Regions from separate parts of the Macaca mulatta genome. Here region 2 is linked to region 1. Evidence: chromatin contacts called from public Hi-C data. All regions are on one chromosome and are shown on one strand. Each heading gives the region's core, a stretch centred on a gene start, on an enhancer-like site or on the middle of the called end of the contact. The rest is flanking DNA. Distances are from core to core; before and after follow the strand shown. Region 1 holds the start of HDHD5 (haloacid dehalogenase like hydrolase domain containing 5). Region 2 holds the start of IL17RA (interleukin 17 receptor A).

Evidence for each region. Hi-C and Micro-C count contacts between places; a contact is called where the count stands out from the background.
Region 2: a contact with region 1 is called in a Hi-C map of liver, with 2.0 times the contacts expected there. The contact joins the promoter of IL17RA here to the promoter of HDHD5 in region 1. A contact is called at or near these places in 4 of 14 Hi-C or Micro-C datasets (CD4 T cells, blood, cortical neurons and 1 more).

The regions. Positions count from the first base shown.
Region 1 is chr10:34,949,510-34,953,776 of T2T-MMU8v2.0, forward strand. It overlaps HDHD5 (haloacid dehalogenase like hydrolase domain containing 5), which reads left to right and starts at 2,125. Exons shown (of 8, transcript NM_001194230.1): 1 at 2,125-2,305. The coding sequence starts at 2,180.
Region 2 is chr10:35,026,899-35,031,165 of T2T-MMU8v2.0, forward strand. It overlaps IL17RA (interleukin 17 receptor A), which reads right to left and starts at 1,987. Exons shown (of 12, transcript XM_077950999.1): 1 at 1,728-1,987. The coding sequence starts at 1,865.

The sequences.
Region 1 (4,267 bases), core at 875-3,374:
CAGGCTGGTCTTGAACTCCTGACCTCAGGTGATCCACCTACCTTGGCCTCCCAAAGTGCTGGGATTGCAGGTGTGAGCCACTGCGCTTGGCTAAACTTTTAAGGAGCCGATTGTCAAAAAAACTGTGGGCATATTTAAAAGACATCATACCAATAAATTTCTAATGACTAAATCAGTTTCTAGGTAGTTTAATAGAAGGAAGGGATTAGGAACATTGCAATCCTAGAGGGCTATGTCCCCTGGCAGGATTTAAGGGTTGGGCTATTGTGAGTTTGACTGACTTAAGTTAGTCTTCTAAATTCTGATCAACTGTAGTTGAACTGAATTAAGATTTTTTTTTTTTTTTTTTTTTTGAGACGGAGTCTGGCTCTGCCGCCCAGGCTGGAGTGCAGTGGCCGGATCTCAGCTCACCGCCTCCCGGGTTTACGCCATTCTCCTGCCTCAGCCTCCGGAGTAGCTGGGACCACAGGCGCCCGCCACCTCGCCCGGCTAGTTTTTTGTATTTTTTAGTAGAGACGAGGTTTCACCGTGTTTGCCAGCATGGTCTCGCTCTCCTGACCTCGTGATCCGCCCGCCTGGGCCTCCCAAAGTGCTGGGATTACAGGCTTGAGCCACTGCGCCCGGCTGTATTTTTTTTTTTTTTTTTTTTGAGACGGAGTCCCGCTCTGTCACCCAGGCTGGCATGCTGGCATGCAGTAGCGCGATCTCGGCTCACCGCAATCTTCACCTCCTGGGCTCCAGCGATTCTCCTGCCTCAGCCTCCCAAATAGCTGGGATTACAGGCATGTGCCACCACGCCCGGTTAATTTTGTAGTTTTAGTAGAGACAAGGTTTCTCCACGTTGATCAGGCTGGTCTCGAACGCCTGACCTCAGGTGAGCTGCCTGCTCCGGCCTCCCAAAGTGCTGGGATTACAGGCGTGAGCCACCATGCCCGGCCAATTTTTTGTATTTTTAGTAGAGACGGGGTTTCACTATGTTGGCCAGGCTGGTCTTGAACTCCTGACATCATGATCCACCCGCCTCAGCCTCCCAAAGTGCTGGGATTACAGGTGTGAGCCACCGTGCCTGGCCCTATTTTATTATTTTTAAAATAGAGAAGGGGTCTCCCTATGTTGCCCAGGGGTGATCTGGAACTCCTGGATTCAAGCGTTCCTCCCACCTTGACCTTCCAAAGTGCTGGGATTACAGGGGTGAGCCACGGCACCCTGGCCTGCTAACTTGTGGGGTAGTACAGTCTCTGTCCATACCCTCAACTCCCTGCCTCTCTGCTAGTCCTAAATACATTGTAGGCTCCCGCGTTTTTAGTGTAGCTATACCTATGAACGGGCCAAAGAATCTGAGGGCATCCTACACATTTCAAAGGGTGGGAATGGAGACTTCTCTTTCTCCAGCAGAATCTCCCCTCATGACCGGGGACTACCAGATCCAGCTCTGCTAGGGGCCTCCATGGACGGAGTCGGCTTCCTCTCTCAGTGACCGAAGTCCATTCTTTGCTCATTCACCCTTGTGTCTACTGCGGGAGCCGCGCAGCGGACACAGTTGTGTTCCCTAAGTGTTTGCCGATTTAGTCATCCGGCCCTCTCTGGAGTAGTTATTTTGTATCGTGTATTACATTCCTGCCTCTACCTCTCCGCAGTGCGCGCGTGGGGGCGGGCTCAGGTGCGCAGTCTCCCTATCCGCGGGGAGGGCGTCAGCGGGTTTGCACACTTAAAGACTTAACAATTGGCGCGCGACGACCGTCCCTTGACTGACACGGGCCCAGAGGGCCTGAACACCACTAAGGGTCTGCCCCAGCGACCGGTCCCTGAAGTCAAGGTTGAGACTCCCGGCCCAGACAGTCCGCGAAGCTGAGGGAGGTCGGTCTGGGGCCTGCCGCGCGTGTTCCCGGGATCCGCAGGCGCGGGGCGACAGTGCAGGCGCCCCCGCCCAGGCCGTGCCCACCGTGCGCCGAGGCCCGCTCACCGCGATCTCGGTCTAGGAAGCGGCGGGACCTCGCACTTCCTTACAACGTAGCCCCTGTGTGGCCAGAGGGTCGAGTTCCGTAGGCGCCGACTGGCTCCGCGCGCTTACAGGACTACAACTCCCGTGATGCCGCGCGCGCCGACCGCTGATTGGCTGCGCGGCGGGCGGACTCGCGGGCGGGCGGTACGCTGTGCACGTGCGCGCGGCGACGGCCGGATGGCTGCGTGGGGCTGTGTGGCTTCGCTCGGCGCAGCGCGCTGGCTTTGCTGGCGGGCGGCGCGCGCGGCTGCGGGGCTTCTGGGCCGCCCCTCCCGCAGGAGCTATGCTGTGGGCCCAGCTCAGGTGAGGACGTCCGGGTTCCGGCCGAGCCAGTCGCCACTCAGGGCCGGAGGCGGGGCGGGGAGCCGCGGGGAAGGAGGGACGGCCGGGCTGGCATCCCCGCCTCCTGGAAACTGCCTGGACAGTCGTCGCGCCCGAGTGCGTCTAGCTCTTGCCGGGGGCCCGATGTGCCCTCCCTCCCCCTGACTCGCCCGCGGCCTCGGAAACGCTACTCCCGCGGGAGAGCGCTGGTCAGGACGGCCTCGGCCAGGCTGCTCGTCAGCCCCTGCGCTTCCCGGAGGTGTCCGCGTCCCTGTTTTCCCTGTGCGTTTTCTGATTTCCACCATGAGGTCGTTTGGGCCGTGTTTTTCATCTGCATGTGGAGGAGACGGGGCCACGCGCCGGGAGCCGCGCCTGCGGGTGCGCCGCCCCCAAGTGCGTGTGGGTTTGGTGCGGGCCTTGGGATCGGTTCAGCTCGCGGTGACCTTGGCTGAGCGCTGGAGGCTCCGCGGGCGGGAGCAGGAGGGCTGGAGCCGGCGCCTGCTGTGTGTCCGGCACGATAGTGATGTGTGAGCCTCCCCGACGCTTCGGAGGAGGTGTGACCTTGTGTGGTGAGGAAGCCACAGCGGGAGACGGCTGTGCCGGGACATTAAACCTGATTGGTCAGATCCACGGCTCTCACGCTCCCTTGGGCCGTTTTGCCTTTTCCTGTAAAAGGAACCACTTTGTCTTCTAAACCCACAAGTAATATTTTACATTAACATACTGATTTCACAGTAATCCTTGCTTGTTTTTGTTTGTTTTTTGTTTTTTTTAGACAGCGTCTCACTCTGTCACCAGGCTGGAGTGCAGTGGCGCAAGTGGCTCAATATCTGCTCACTGCAACCTCCGCCTCCCAGGTTTAAGCGATTCTCCTACCTCAGCTTCCTGCGTAGCAGGGATTACAGGTGCGCGCCACCACACCTGGCTAATTTTTGTATTTTTAGTAGAGACAGGGTTTCACCATGTTGGCCAGGCTGGTCTCGAACTTGACCTCAGATGATCCGCCCATCTTGGCTTCCCAGAGTGGTGAGATTGCAGGCGTGAGCCACTGCGCCCGGCCAAACTACTTACATTAAAAAAAACGCATAGTGCTTACTTTATGCCAGGTTCTCCACAGTTATTCGTATAATCTTTATAACAACTCCGAGGAAAGTACGATTATTAGTCTTCCCATTTTATAGATGGAGCAGAGGCACAGAGAGGTTAAGCAGCTTACCCAAGGGCACACAGCTGGTAAGTGACAGAATCTGGAACTCAGGTAGTCTGGTGCCAGAGTCTAAGCTCTTAACAGCTGTGTTGTCTTTACGATTTTTACATATGGAGCAGCTGAGGTTCAAAGCAGCTGAGTGACTTGGCCAGTGTCACAACGCTAGAAGTGACCAAGATGGAAGTATGAAATGAGAATATGTTGATAAAAGGACTTACAAACTGTGAGGGTATAAATATAAGGAAATATTGCCCTCATTTGTAACTATTATATTGGCTCTAGCATCTCCGCAGAGTCCGGAGATGTTTCCAAGTGACTCTTCGGTAGAGTAGAAAAAGAAGAATGCAGCATAGCATAGAGTTTGAGCACGAGCTTTAGAATTGAATCCTGTGCAGTCTGTTAGCAGCTTCACTTAAGGCAAGTTACTTAGCTTTTCAAGCTTCCGTTTCCCCATCTATGTAATGGATCTATTACTTGTAATCCCAGCTACTCAGGAGGCTGAAGCAGGAGAATCCCTTGAACCTGGGAGGGAAGTTGCAGTGAGCGGGGATTGGGCCACTGCACTCCAGCCTGGGCAACAGAGCAAGACTCTATCAAAAAAAAAAAAAAAAAAGAAAATTAATCTTAACTTAGTGTAACTTTTTTTGCTTTACCAAGTTTTTAATTTTTAAAACTTTTTACTTTTTTGTAATAGCACTTAGCTTAAAACACAACACATTGTACAGCTGTACTAAATA
Region 2 (4,267 bases), core at 737-3,236, 77 kb after region 1:
TGCAGTTGCTTCACTGTGCAGTGAACGTCAGAGCTCAGCTCCCACGCCACACACAGGGGAGTCCCATCCCCACTTCTCGCATCTTTTCTCACTGTCCTATTACACAGACCCTCCATTCCCGCCACACACCGTATCCTGTCCCACCTAAGGACCTTGGCTCAGGCCCTTTCCACCACCTGGAATGCTCCTGCTACCCCCACAGGGATGCCCAAATGCCTTTTCCATGACGGACACCCCAACTGGAAGGAATTTTTCTTTTTCCTGGAATTCCGTACACATACCAGTTGTGCAAGTAGTTTTGCTAGACAGTTCCCTAACTTCAAGCCTCGTTCCTCCCCGAGATGGGTTAGGTCCCTGGATATTAGGGTCTCCAGAGTATTTATTTATAGTTCCAGCTCCCAGTATGGCGCCCTGTACTCTGCGGGCACCTGAAGAATGGCTGTCAACCCAGGCGCACCAACCCTCCGTATCAGAACGCTTCATACACAGCCTGCAGGAGGGACCAGCAGGGCAGAGGGACCTGCTTCGCCCAGTAGTGGAAGTCACAGAACATTTCTCAACATCATTCACATTAAAAACATCTTTTTTTTTTTTTTTTCCTGTGAAATAGTCACTCACCCTCCACCCTCTTTTGGTAAATCCTCCACAAAATTAGATAAGGAGAAATATCCCTTTGTTTTACATCCTCTGACTCAGATACTGAGCATTATTCCTTGGGGTCAGCGGTGGCAGTGGAGGGGAGGAAAGATCCCCTTGGGGATGCGGGGAAGAGGAGAGTATATTGTGGAGGGGCACAGCGTTTTGCTGTTTTTTCTTTTTTTTCCCTTTAGATGGTCCTGGCTCACAGAAAGGCCACTACCTGGCAGGCGGGTGGGTCACTTCCTGGGGGCGCAGCGGGGCTACGACTTGACAGCTATAAACGTTTGATCCTCCCACTGCGCGCTCACCGGGTTCCCAGACCCAGGTGGTGGTAGTAGGGGGTGGGAGAGGCGGGAAGAGCGCCGTCTTAAGAACCATCTGCTCCTCCTCCGGGCTTCGCGCCTCTGGGGAGGTGGCCCTCAGCCGCCCTCGGCAGAGCTCTCCCCGAAACCTGGTGCCGCGTCTCAGCGCTCCGGCCCCCGCAGGCCATAGCTCTACGACAGCAGGGTCCCTCTGCGGGGCGCGGGCGAGGGCTTCCACCTTCCGCACGCACGACGTGGGCTCGCCCGGCTCCGTCGGCGGCATGAAGGGCACGGCTTGAGGGAAGCTCCCGAGAGCGCCATGGGCCTCCCGAGGGCCGACCGTGCCCCGCCGGGGGACGTGGGGACGCACGGCGTGGAGCTGGGTCCCGACCCGTCCTGGCTCCTCCCCGGGCCCCTTCCCCACAGTCCCTTTCTACCAGCCCTGCCCGCCTCTCCGGCCTGGCCCCGCGCCGCGGCCTCCTTCCCCGAACTCCGCGGCCCGGGCGAAAGTGTCACTCCCGTCTCCAGCCACGATGGCGGGCCAGGTTGTGCCACACGCGCCGCGCGATGTGCCACCCCCCTCTACCCCCATTCCACACCGAGGGTCCTCCACAGGCGCCGCGATATCTGTACCCAAGTTTCTTAGCCCCTCCGAGCCCGCGGCGCGGACTTCCTGCCTCCCTAGCCCGGACGCATAGTCCCGGCCGTGCGGCCGTCCAGCCCTCCGCGATCTTGCCCGGCGCCCGCAGCATCCTGGCGGCGGCCGCTCCCCCCGTCGAGTCTCACCGGCTGGGAGCAGACCAGCGCCGGGTGGTCCAGCAGTCGCAGGGAGGCGCCACCCGGGGCCAGCACGCCCAGGAGCAGCAGGAGCAGTCCCAGCGGGGGCCCCGGGACAGCGCGCGGCGGGCTGCGTGCGGCCCCCATGGCCCCGGTGGCGTCGCGGAGGGCTCGGCCCCGGATGGGGACGCAGCGAGCCAACGTTCGGGGGCTTTCCTTTCCGTGGTGGAGTTCAAGTAGGCTCCACTCAGCTCGCTTCCGGCTTCCAGGCCGGGCCCAGGGGCGGGCCGGGCCGAAGGGAGGAGTTTAGGCTGGGACGGGGAGGGGTTTAGGGTGAGACGGGGAGGGGTTTAGGGTGAGACGGGGAGGGGTTTAGGGTGAGACGGGGCCCTCCCCACGTTCCTCCCTGCGCCTCTCTTATCGGGCCTCTGCTCCGTCCTCCCGGCGTCCGTCCCCTGCCCTCCTCCGCCCGCCGCCCCAGGTGCGCTCCTCCCGCTGCTCCTGGGCCTGGCCCGTCGCGCCCCTAGTTGCACCCGCGTCGGGCTAGCGTTAACTCCAGCTGGAGCCTCTTCTGCCCCCACACGCACCCTCCACCCTGGCCGTGCAGCAGCAACTGTCGATTTTAATCCTCCGCCCTCACTCACTCGATTCTTGGTCCTGTTCAGACTTCTTGTTTCTCTCCTGGGTCATTGGACGTCAAATCCTAACTTGGGATTCCAGGAAGTCCGTTTTCTTAGTCTCTGTCCCTTTTATTTTTATATTTTATTTTATTTTTAGACAGGGCCTCCCTTTGTCTCCCAGGCTGGAGTGCAGTGGTGCAACCACAGCTCACTGCAGCCTCGGCCTCCCGGACTCAAGCGATCCTCCTGCCTCTGCCTCCTGAGTAGCTGGAACCGCAGGCCCTATCCCATTTTATTGTCCCCACCCCTTTGCCTGGTCCTGCTCGCTCTGCTTTCCCGGGCTTTGCTTTCTCTTTCTCAAGACAAGGACAGCTCCGGGCTCCAGGGAGGAGGGGACAGCAGTCATTTCCAGCCTCCTGGCTCGGACTCAGGGACACTGAGTTCCTGGAGGGCAGGCAGTTACCTGGTCTGTGCGACTCTGTGTCCTAGCCGCGCCTAAGAGAGTCGTTACTCCCCAGAGGGTCGCTCCACGGCTGCGGAAGCTGTCGCCAGCGAATTATACATTTCATGAGTTTCCTTCTTAGCACGCGTGCAGCCTGTGTCCACTCCTCCCCGCACCCTCGAGGACCCTCCCAAGCTGGCCCGCGCTGCCCCTGCCTCGAGCTCGAGCCCGAGGTTCCTGCCTCGAGCTCGAGCCCGTCCTGCCGTAGTTCATCCACACGCTCCGGCCCATTCGCCTCTCCTCCCTTCCTCCCAAGCCCACCACAGTCCGCTTTTCCTTGCCTATCAAGTGCGCCTCTGCCTGGCCTTGACACGCACGGAGTCTACACTCACGTAACTTTTCCCTGTATTTTCCACTGCCCTCGAGAGGTGGGTTTTTTCGCTGCCCGAAGCACCCGCTGACCCCCAGCGACATCTCCATGAGCCCCGCCCGCAGACAGGACCCAGCTGAATGAAGCCTGAAGCTCAGTGGTCTTCAAATATCTTTTGTCTGTTTCTAAAAGAATTTTGGAAAACTGCATCCTCTCATGCATTTTTAAGATGACATCTAAAATTCTCCATCCTCAATCTAAATAGATGTAGAGGATGTAACTGTTACGTAAAAATCAGCGGTTGTCGTGGGCAGCTTCTAAGATGGGTTCTAGGATGTCACCTCCTGGGAGTCACGACCTTCTGAATCCTCTTCCCGGAGTGTGGGATGGACCCAGAGGCTGGGTTCTAACAATAGAATGTGAATAGAAGAAGACAAAAATGATGGGATGTCACTTACAAGATTAAGCTACAAAAAGATCCTGACTTCTGTCTTGCCCAGCCCCTCCCTCTGAGCTCCTAGCTCTTAGGGAAGCCATAATGCGAGCCCCCCTGGGTGGGGCCCCAGTGGCAGAGAATGAGAAAGGCCTCTGCCCACTGCAAGACACTGAGATCCTCATTTCATCATTGCCATCCTTAGTGCATAATTGATAAAAATAATGTAAATATAATACACGTTAATAAGTAATTAAACATGAACTGTCATTTGAAATTCATCTTCTTCCTAATTAGTTCGTGTATCTGTGAACAAATATTGCTTATTCATAGAACAAACCAACAGTTAGCATTTAAAAATATTTTATTACTATTCTTTTATTCTATTATTGTTATTTTGAGACGGAGTCTTGCTTTGTCACCCAGGCTGGAGTGCAGTGGCGTGATCTCCACTCAACTGCAAGCTCCACCTCCCGGGTTCAGGCCATTCTCCTGCCTCAGCCTCCCGAGTAGCTGGGACTACAGGCACCCGCCATCATGCCCCGCTAATTTTTTGTATTTTTGGTAGAGACGGGGTTTCACTGTCTTAGCCAGGATGGTCTTGATCTCCTGACCTCATGATCCGCCTGCCTCAGCCTCCTAAAGTGCTAGGATTACAGGTGTGAGCCACCACGCCCGGCCATT